2 separate regions of the Capra hircus genome follow, and region 1 is linked to region 2. The links are chromatin contacts, called in public Hi-C maps. All regions are on one chromosome and are shown on one strand. The core of a region is the stretch at or near the end of the contact, and the rest is flanking DNA. Distances in the headings are between cores, read along the strand shown.

Region 1 (5,786 bases), core at 2,907-5,406, 110 kb before region 2:
GGATGAGAGCTGGTAAACTCATCATCTATAGGGAGATGGCTGCATGTGGGTCTAAGTTGCTTAACAGGCCAAGGAGGGGAGAAATCTCAGCCGAACAGCTCTGCCTGCAGGACCTTCCCCCCTCTAGTGCCAAGGAACTCTGCAGGGAGCATTTTCCCTGCCACTTTTAGTGCTATTTGTGCGATTTCTGGAAATCACACTGCAGATCTGAGTACATATTTATATCCAGATTTCTAAGGAAGTTAAATGACGTACATCGTGACTGATTTACAACTGTACTGCTATTTAAGTTGCCATCCTTTGAAATGTCTCTCTATGAAGAGGCAATAGTCAACATTTTGGTGACTGGGTTTCCATAGACTTTCTTATCGCACAGGAGCATACATGCATAGAGACAGTTTTACATAAATAGATTCATATGCCTGCTGTCTTATCACGGATGTCTATTTTTTAAAGTCTTTTTGCCTACTTCGTTTTTCTTTTCTAATCACCTTCATCCCTAAAGTAGCCAGCCTTGAAAGTTTAATGTATATCCTTCCAAATCTTTTCTCATTGTATAATCACATACACACACACATAATTATTATTATGTGCAGAATATAGAACAGAACCAAGTATTTAAAACAATGTCTGCAGCATTATACTCAATATTTATTAAATGAATGGTTTGCTTCCTAAAAGTGGGATAATTACATGCATGTATATATAATTATTATAATAATTATTCCATATATATAATTATCCCATCTTTCTGTATCTGGCATTTATCCTTCAAAGCCTCTAGGTAATCTCTCCGTATAGATTTAATTAATTCTTATGAATGGTTGCATAATAGCTCACAGTTATGAAGACAACACTTCATATAACAATATATTTAACTATATCCCTAATTGATAGTCAAGATGAATTTACTTTTTTGTTACTATAAAAAATAACAGCTAACACCTGCTGTGTTCCACAGACAAAGCATTTCTTTGCAAGCACTTTATATGTATAAAGTCATTAAATTAAGATTATTCTCTCCATTACAGGAAACTGAACAGAAGTAGATTAAGAAACTTTTCTAAGGATGTATAGCCAGTAGATGGCAAACTAGTCAGTGTGGCTCCAAGGAGCCTTTCACGGAACTGGTTCTATACAGAGCAGCTGTCAGCAAAATTGTACTTGCCTCCTGATGGAACGGTGCCTTGTTTCTAATTGACAGTTTCCTAGGAGTGGAAGAATGTGTCTATTTCATATTGATAGATTGCTTCGCAAAAAGAGTGTAACAGTTTTCATTTCCATCAAAACAATATATGAGAGTGCTCTTTTCTTCAAGAGATTATCATTTAAAAATATTACACATGTATTTTTAACCAATGTGAAGGGTGAAACGTGTGATTTCATTGTTATGTCTCTGTGCTTTTCAAACAGCAGTAAGGTTGAGTGTGATATGTTTATCAGCCGTTCGGATTTGCTCTACTGTAAACTGTTGTATGAGGGTTCTCCAGAGACACAGAATATATAATTACTTAGGTGATTATGGAGGCCTGGAAGGTCCAAAATGTGGGCTTTGGGGCAGGGTGGGCCAGCAGGCAGGAACAGTTGATGCCGCAGTCCAAGTCCAAAGACTCTGAGGCTGAAGACCCAGCCCTCCTTCCAACACATTTGCAACAACTAACCCTTTGGGTATAGTCACGGTTATTATTACTGTCATTCATGTTGATAGATAAATGTTGATTTCAGATTTTAAACCTGTCTGAGGTTGACAGAAATAGAAAGCAGTTTATCTGTGTTAGAAAATAAAAATGTGCCAACCCTTTGTATGTGGGAAACCCTCCTCGATTGCTTATTTTTTAAAAAATTAGTGAAAAAAGCCACAGAAGATTACTGTGGGAAAAAACTGTTTTTTATCTCTGATAAATGAGTGTAGAATGTTAAATGAAAAATAACACTTATTTGCCCACTTTTTTTGTAAATATCTCCTTTCTGGAGCTATTAAAATTCAGACTGCCTGGACATGAAGTCTAGCTCTTCACTTATTAGTGATTTGAGTTCCGTAAACTAAGGCTCTCAAAACCTTGCTTCATAGAGCTTCTAGGAAACCTTCTCACTTTGTAACTTTCACTTGTTATTTATTCTATTTTAGGGACTGTCTTTTTTTTTTTCAATAAATTGTTAGGGATATATGAAATTGTTGCTGAAATTTGGCCTCTGTTCATTGGTTCCAAACAGAAAAGCAGAGAGAGTTTGGGTGAAGTAGAAGAGTAGCTTTTATTGCTTTGCCAGGCGAAGGGGGCCACAGCGGGCTGATGCCCTCAATACTGTGTGAGCCACCCTGGAGGGGGTAGGGAGCACTTTCTCAGTGTTTACCAAGCAGGGTGTGACCAGCTCCTGGACAATTCTGGGACTGGCTGGCATCAAGGTAACATTTCAAGCATCATCAACCTCCTTGTTTCAACCAGTGTAGGGTCTACGTTCCTATGGTCAGCAGTTTTCATTTAGAGGGGGTCTGCTTCCTGTAAAAACAACTTAGGAATGTGGATCAGGCCTTTATATCTTTCAGGGACCTGTGAGCCATGGTGAATCCTTACGTGGCAGGATTATAGCCTAAGCTGTAGCCAGTTTTCTAGCCCAACAGCTTTTCTTTGTTTTGACATCTTCACATTTCCCAATCATTAACTTGTGAGCCGATTTACTTTGGAAGACAGGACACAGGGGCTTGTTTAAAGATCAGTGCCTGTCATTTAGAAGACACACAAGATTAAAGCAGAAATCTTTACATAATCAATTGTCTTTTGATCTTCTGTTCCCAAGTAATTGATTTATACCTATACCTTATAAACGAGTATCTTTTATAGAAGATACAGGAGGCCGGAAGTCCGATAAATGTTCCCCCTTCCATTAATGTGAGAAATCCAACTTGTCAAATGCTTTCTCTATTTGTGCTGCAGATAAATTTAAAAATGGATAGCAATAAGACAATTTAACCAAAGAAGTATCATCGTTGTCGTGTGTAAGAACTTTTAGGTTCCTAGCAGTATAGAGTCATAGAAAGGACATCGTGACATCAGCCACGTATACCGTGTTGGGGTAGATAGGCGTTCCTCATTTTTCCAGCCTCTCAGCAGTAGAGAATCCGCCTACTAATACAGGAGTCCTCCCCCACCGCGGCCCCGTCAACTCCCACGCCCCCCAGCCCCTGCCATTGGATCCGTGGTTCCAGATCTCCTGGAGAAAGAAATGGGTAACCCATTCCAGTATTCTTGCCTGGAAAATCCCACGCACAGAGAAGCCTGCCAGGCTACAATCCATGGGGTCACAAAGAGTTGGACTTAGCAGACTGAACAGGCTAGGTGAAAAACTTTAGAATTGTCGCTTAATTACTGTATCTCTGCTTAGAAATGCCAGGACCCTAGACAGTAACCATCAGAAACAATGACTTTGAAAACTTATTAATATTGTCCCCCCCCCAAAAAAAAAATCAACCTTAGCTTTGCTTTAACTTCGTCTTTGTTTCAAGGATTAGAAATAATGTTAAATAAATACCCTCCGACAAAAGTCTCACAATAAATGTCACGGCTCATATATTCTCATATCTGTACCACCTCCCAACGCCTAGCACGTATCGAAGTGAAGTGAAGTCGTTCAGTCGTGTCCGACTCTTTGCGACCCCATAGACTGCAGCCTACCAGGCTCCTCTGTCCCTGGGATTCTCCAGGCAGGAATACTGGAGTGGGTTGCCATTTCCTTCTCCAGGAGATCTTCCCAACCAAGGGATCGAACCTGGGTCTCCCGTATTGCAGGCAGATGCTTTACCATCTGAGCCACCAGGGAAGTCTCATATGAATATTTACCGAATGAGTGATAGCACTGAGATTCAAGTTGCACTCTAGCTAAAGCTTGGAGTCTTGCTTTTCGCGTTAGACCCTGAGTGCATGAGAAAACGAAGGATAAAAACCTTCTCCGACTTGCTGCCAGTGCTAAACTATTAATTCCCAACACGCAATAGAACTCCGTAGTTACCCGCGCCAGGTCAAAGCAGTCTCCAGCTCTCCTTTGGCTACCCGGGACCAGAGCAGAAGTTTATGCAAATACGCGGGCTCTAGCGTGCGCACGCGCACAGACTGCGCAGAGCTCTTCTGAGTTCGGTGGAACTCAATTTGAGTACGCGGATTACAGCCGGGAGGATTTACGGAGGTTTCGCTTCCGGTAGTACCGGAAGCAGCTTGAAGATGGCGTCCTCTAAGCAGAATGGGCCGACTGTAGCGTCGGGGAAAAGCGAACTTCGTTCCGCGAAGCCGACGTCGGAGAACCGAGGTGAGATTGTCTAAAAACCGAAGCCTGGAGTTTGTGGATTTTGAGTTGTTTGTTTGTTTTTTTTTTTGCTTTCGCTGGGTAGGCACGTGTAACGCCGCCTTGGGCTTGTTCTGTGAGTTTGTGTACCTGTGATTGCCGATTTGGGGGGTTGTTGACCAGACTTGAGGATTGACCGGCCTGTACGGTGCCAGCCACGTGTTCCTAATTTATTGCTTCTGCTGAAAGCCTCCAAAGTAGAGATGTTGCTGAGTGCGTGTTCTGTAAAAATATGAGGATTAAGAAATTGAGGAGGGCGCTTCAGGGCCTTAAACTGGCGGCGGTGTTTGGAAATCGTTGGCAGAATGAGGGGTGAGGTGGGAGAAAGTGGTGGTTATCAGTGAACGAGTGGTAGCGGTAATGAAGGGCTAAGACAGCAGTAGTGATAGAAGGAGGTAACCGGCGTGCCCTTAGCCTCGATTTGTCAGCCATTGAAAAAATTTCGGAACGTTTGTTGTTATTCCTATTTCTCCGGTTGCTGAAGTTATCAGCCAACCCAGCGCCTACTCTTTCAGCTGCGTTGTTTTTAAATTGCTGTCTTGCTTTGCGCTCGCGCTCTTGTTTTATCCATTATCTTCTGTGTGGTAGACAGAGAAATAGCCTGGGGCCTGCTCAGCCAGAGTTGCTGGAAATATTAAAAACCTCAAACTTCGATTCTATAGGCGTTAGAGATTTAAAGTGTTTTGTTGTTTTAATTAAGGGTGTGGCAGAGGCCGGTGCATATACAGCTTAAAGAATAAAACCAACAGGTGAAAAGCAGCCTGTCAGAGCGTTAAGAACAGAGCATTACCAACCATACCTCCAAAACCCCCTACGTGCACCTCTCAGATCCTTCTTTTACTTTAGGGACTTAAAGTAACCATTCTGAATCATGTTGAGTATTCTGTTTCCTTTCTTCATAATCTTTACTATGCCCAAAATGTTTTAATTTTGTCGGGTTTTGAATTTTACATGAATGAAAAAGGATTTTAGGTATTTTCTTGTATCTTGCTTCCTAGGCTAAACTTTGTTGTTATTCAGTTAGGACAATACTTGTAGCTGTAATTTATTCTTTTTGCTACTGTATGATGTTCCCTTGTATGAATACACGCTAATGTATATTTTCATTTTAATGTTGCTGGACATTTGGATTGTTCCCATTGTTATTATAAGCATCTTTATACATTTCTCCTGGTTAACATATTCTGGAGTTTCTCTGTTTATGTACATTACATGGGATTGGAATCTTTGTAGTGTAGGGTAGAGCATGTGCAAATAATAATATATACTTCCAGAAGTGGTAGGAGCGCTAACACTTGGCTGTTATCTGAATTTTAAATTTGTTGTTTTGTTAAGTATGAAATCATATTGTGGTTTTAATTCAAACTATCCTGATTGCTAATGAGATTATACGTCTTTACACATGTTTGGGGTTTATTTGTTGTTCTTGTATTGTGGAACTAAACTTTTAT
Region 2 (5,118 bases), core at 1,982-4,481:
GTTTGGGCTCTATACAAATTCCTGGTTGACACTTGTATTAAGGACAATGTAGGCATCACTCCACTGACCCTTAGGTTTTACTGTTATTGTAGAGAAGTTTGAGGCTGGTCTGGATTTTTCTCCTCTCTGCAGGATTTTCAGTTGCTAGTATGGCATTACTTCACATAAGTATATCAGTTGTGTCTGACCCTTTGCAACCCATGGACTGCAGCCCACCAGGCTTCTCTGTCCAGGGGATTTTCCCAGCAGGAATACTGGTGTGGGTTGCCATTTCCTTCTCTAGGGGATCTTCCCGACCGCATCTCCTGCACTGCTGGCAGATTCTTTGCTGCTAAGCCACTGGGAAAGCCCCAAAGCTTTAGGTTTGAGTTTGCCAAAGACAAGACTGCTAGTGAAATTTGGACTATTTGAAAGAAGTAGAGACAATTATTCTTCAGACGTGGCTGCTGGCTAAATGGATTTGAGGTTCACAGTTACCTCTTGGGTAGAATGGGGGATTTTTGCTTTGCTGCTGAACACCGAGACAGTTTGTGGGAGCTTTCTCAAAGATTCTTGAGAATTGCAGCAATTTTCTGGTGAGCTTTTGAGAATCATCTATTTTGGTGTCCCAGGCTAAGAGGTCTTCAGAGTCTGCTTCCCTGACATTTTAGCTATTTTCCTCTGCTTTTTCACGGCACCTTCTCTGATCTTCATGACCTGAGAGTTTACGGCATGTTTCTCACTCTGAACACTGTATTGTCAGAATACTTAGAGTGGCCATTTTTTTCTCTTTTCTTCAAAAAAGAGTTTGACTGTTAAACTCTCTAATAAATGATTTTACATTTTTGCTTAGATGCTTAAAGGATCCTTTTTTTTCTTCTTACTTACTAGGCAATGTCCAGATGGTGACTACTTTCTGTCACTTTTTCTGGCATGTAGTATATACCTTTTTTCTTTACAAGGTTTTTATTTTATTTAAAATTGAAGTATAAGTGACATAAATCATTTGTTACAACACACAACATAATGATTTGACATTTGTATATTTTGTGACATGATCACTACAATAAGTCCAGTTTACATTCATTAGTATACAGTTACAAATTTTTTTCTTAAAGAAATTTTAATATATACTCTCTTAACAACTTTCAAATATGTAATACAGTATTATAAACTATAGTCACCATGATATTCATTATTACATCCTTATGACTTATTTATAAGTGGAGGTAGAATTTTGTACTTTTGACCCTCTTCATCCATTTCATTCACTTGCCTCTGGCAACCACTAATCTATTCATATCTGCAAGCTTGTTTTTTTTTTGGTTTGTTTGTTTGCTTTTAATTCCACATACAAGTGAGTTCATGTGGTATTTGTCTTTCTCTGACTTATATCACTTAGTGTAATGCCCTCAGAGTCCATTCATATTGTCACAAGTGGCAAGATTTCCTTCTTTTTCATGGATAAATAATACTGCATTGTACATATATATCACATTTTCTTTATCCATTTATCCACTAATGGACACTAAGGTTGTTTCCATATCTTGACTAGTATAAATAATGCTGCAATAAACATAGCAGTGTATATATCTTTTCAAATTAGTGTTTTCATTTTCTTTGGACAAGTACCTACAAGTGGAATTGCTGGATCATATGAGAGTCCCTTGGACTGCAAGGAGATCCAACCAGTCCATTTTAAAGGAGATGAACCCTGGGATTTCTTTGGAGGGAATGATGCTAAAGCTGAAACTCCAGTACTTTGGCCACCTCATGAGAAAAGTTGACTCATTGGAAAAGACTCTGATGCTGGGAGGGATTGGGGGCAGGAGGGGAAGGGGACGACAGAGGATGAGATGGCTGGATGGCATCACCGACTCAATGGAGGGAGTTGGTGATGGACAGGGAGGCCTGGCGTGCTGCAATTCATGGGGTCGCAGAGTCGGACACGACTGAGTGACTGAACCAAACTGAACTGATGGTAGTTGTAGGCCTTCCCGGGTGGTGCAGTGATAAAGAATCTGCTTGCCAATACAGGACATGCATGAGATGCGGGTTCAATCCCTGGGATGGGAAAAGCCTCTGAAGTAGGAAATGGTAACCCACTCTACTATTCTTGCCTAGAAAATTCCACAGACAGAGGAGACTGGCAGGCTATAGTCCATGGGGCCACAAGAATCAGACATGACTGAATGTGCATGTGTACACACACACACACACACACACACACTAGTTGTATTTTTAACTTTGGAGGGACTTCCATATTGTTTTCCATAGTGGCTACCCCAATTTACATTCTATAGTATGCACATTCAAGAATTTCTATTTCTGAAGTTTTTAGTTATTTCTTTAAATATCTATATATCTATCTATTCTCAGTTTTTAAATAAATCTGGACTTTGATTTATTTAAATATCTATGTATCTATCTATCCCTAGTTTTTAAACAAATCTGGATTTTGATTTATTTGGTGCCTCCTTGTGGCTGGTTTAGGTTATGCATCTTTGGTAGGAATACCACACAGGTGATGACATGCTCTCCTCATTGAATTCTCTTAGGTGGTGAAGGGTTTCGCTTTTGATACTTCCTGTTGCTGGGGATATTCACTTTGATCATTTTGTTAGGTTGTGTCTGCCAGGCTCCTCCATTGTGAAGTTAGTCTTTACCCCTAATGAAGTACTTCTATGAGGAGTTACTTCTGAACTATGCAAATAAACTGTTTCTCATATAACTTTTAATTTATTCACTTATTAATGTATATCAGTATGAATTATAGTATCCTGTTTTATCCAGTGAGTTATAATTGACTACTCTTATCATTATTTTGGTGGTCAAATTGTCCCAGGTTTGACCAGTAAAAGCCCTTTAAGATGGCTTCTGTGTCCTTTATGTTACATGCCTCCACCATTCTTTGAGCACTTCCTTGCTTTCAGGTAGAAAAAGATGTTTTGGGTTTATTTGATGTTTCTCCTGCCCAGCCCTGGAATGTGACCTTTCTCCAGAGAGCCCTGGCTCCCTTTAGTGCGGACTGGAATTTAGGAACCAAGGTCTGAGTGCTATTGTGCTCACTGCATCACTGTCATGTCCGACTCTTTGCAGCCCCACAGATTGCAGCCCACCAGGCTCTCTGTCCATGGAATTCGCCAGGCAAGAGTCCTGGAGTGGGTTGCCACGCCCTCCTCCAGGGCATCTTCCCCACCCAGGGGTCAGACCTGCATCTCTCACATCTCCTGCACCTGCAGGCAAGCTCCTCGCCACTAGCGCCACCTGGGACGCCCCCGCTGCTTTAGCACTGAGAGCACGCTGTTCCAAGGCCGTCTCAGAGCTAGGGAATAAATGTATGTTGATACAAACATATATAAATATTTACATCTATGTTTCTTTATATTTATTGAAACTCTTAAGTTCCAGTAACTCTAAATCATCCAAATCATCACCAAAAGATCTGAGCTTGTTTTCTTCCTTTACGTATTCATATGCCATCCTCTGACAGGGAGAAAACCAGCTCCATTATCCTTAATCTATTTGCTTATTTGATCTATCCTCTAATATGCTTCTGGGCTTCCCTGGTAGCTCAGATGGTCAAGAATCTGACTGCAATGCGGGAGACCTGGGTTTGATTCCAGGGTCAGGAAGATGCCCTGGAGAAAGCAACGGCTAGCCACTCCAGTATTCGGGCCTGGAGGACTGCATGGACAGAGTCTGGCAGGCTACAGTCCATATGGGGTCGCAAAGAGTTAGACACGACTGAGAGACTTTCACTTTCACTTTCCAAAATGCTTCTAATCTCCCATCACTGCTCCTACTCCCTCTTCTTGCTTGGACTCTGATACTCCACATCGGGCTGGTAGAGCTGCCAGATTCAGCAAATAAAAATTTAGGATGCCTAGTTATATTCAAATTTCAGAAAACAACAGACACATTTTAGTATAAGTATAGCCTATGTAATATGTGGGATATATTTATGCTAAAAATATTTTGTTTTTCTGAAATTCAAATTTAACTGGATGCCTAGCATTTCAAAATTTTTAAATTGAAGTTCAGTTGATTTTAAATGTGCCAATTTCTGTGGTACAGCAAAGTGTCTCAGTTAAACACATATATACATTATGTTTTATATTCTTTTCCATTATGGTTTATCACAGGATACTCAATATAGTTTCCTGTGCTATACATTGGGACCTTATTGTTTATCTATTTTAAATGTATAGCTTCCATCTACCAACCTCAAACACCCAGTCCATCTCTCTCCCTCCTCCTCTGGATGCCCAGCTCTTAATCTGGCAACTGACAGGCTGATCCTCTACTTGGATCCCTCTCCCACCCTGCTCAGACTCTGAAAGTTAGCTTTGGGCTTCTCCAACATATGGATTCCTTTCTTACCCCACCTCCCCCAACATTAAAAGCTTCCTCACCTAGTTTGGACCCTGATACCTAGTGTGAGGAGATTGCCCTCAAATGCGGAGGCCCCCTTAGCTGCTTCCTTTTTAACACCTCTCTTCAGGTCAGCCCTAGATGTGAATCTTCTCCCCATTTTGCCTGGGCTCCCACACAGGTCCAGCCCAGACCTCCAGGGATGCCTTCCCCACCTGGTCAGATGCTGACACACTGCCAGGCATCTCCCTCCCACCCCGGGTGGATCTGTCCCCACCGTGCCTGGACTGTGACACTGCAGAGCGAGCCACTCCTGCACGGATATGCCACTACTCTGATCTGCGGCCCCAAGCCTGATCTCCAGCAGGCACACTCACCTCACCCCACGAGGCGACTAGCTCTCCACACAAGGCCATACCCCGTGTGTCCTCACCCCACTTAGGCTCTCTCCTCATGCCCACTGCATCATGTATGAATTCCTTGTCTTCTTGCTTAGGTGCTAATGTGTCTCCTTCTGTGTGGATACCTACCTCTTTCTGACCTACCCAGCGGTTTTAGGTCTGGATATTCCCAGGAAGAGATAGGAAAAGGGAAGAGGAAGAGCAAGGTTTCGCATCTTGATTCAGATGAAGCGAGGGGAGAAATGTTACAGTGGATCACTCCAGCAGTGGCATTGTAATGAACCTGTTCACTAGTTTCTTTAACACAAAAGCATAGAATGCCCCTGTCTGAATTTACTCCCTACCACATTCCTGTAAGCATCTT

What was found. A called contact is a pair of places that touch in the nucleus more often than the background predicts.
Region 1: a Hi-C map of blood shows a contact between it and region 2, with 4 times the contacts expected there. The contact joins the promoter of KRR1 here to the enhancer-like site in region 2. A contact is called at or near these places in 2 of 5 Hi-C or Micro-C datasets (both in blood).

The regions. Positions count from the first base shown.
Region 1 is chr5:4,825,865-4,831,650 of ARS1.2, reverse strand. It overlaps KRR1 (KRR1 small subunit processome component homolog), which reads left to right and starts at 4,156. Exons shown (of 10, transcript XM_005679734.3): 1 at 4,156-4,299. The coding sequence starts at 4,215.
Region 2 is chr5:4,717,759-4,722,876 of ARS1.2, reverse strand. The region is part of intron 4 of GLIPR1L2 (GLIPR1-like protein 2); the gene reads right to left. Among named protein-coding and RNA genes, the nearest start is that of GLIPR1L2, 31 kb to the right of the region's middle. Within about 2 kb of position 3,231, at least 1 of the 5 cell types and tissues checked has an H3K27ac peak or open chromatin away from gene starts, as enhancers often do.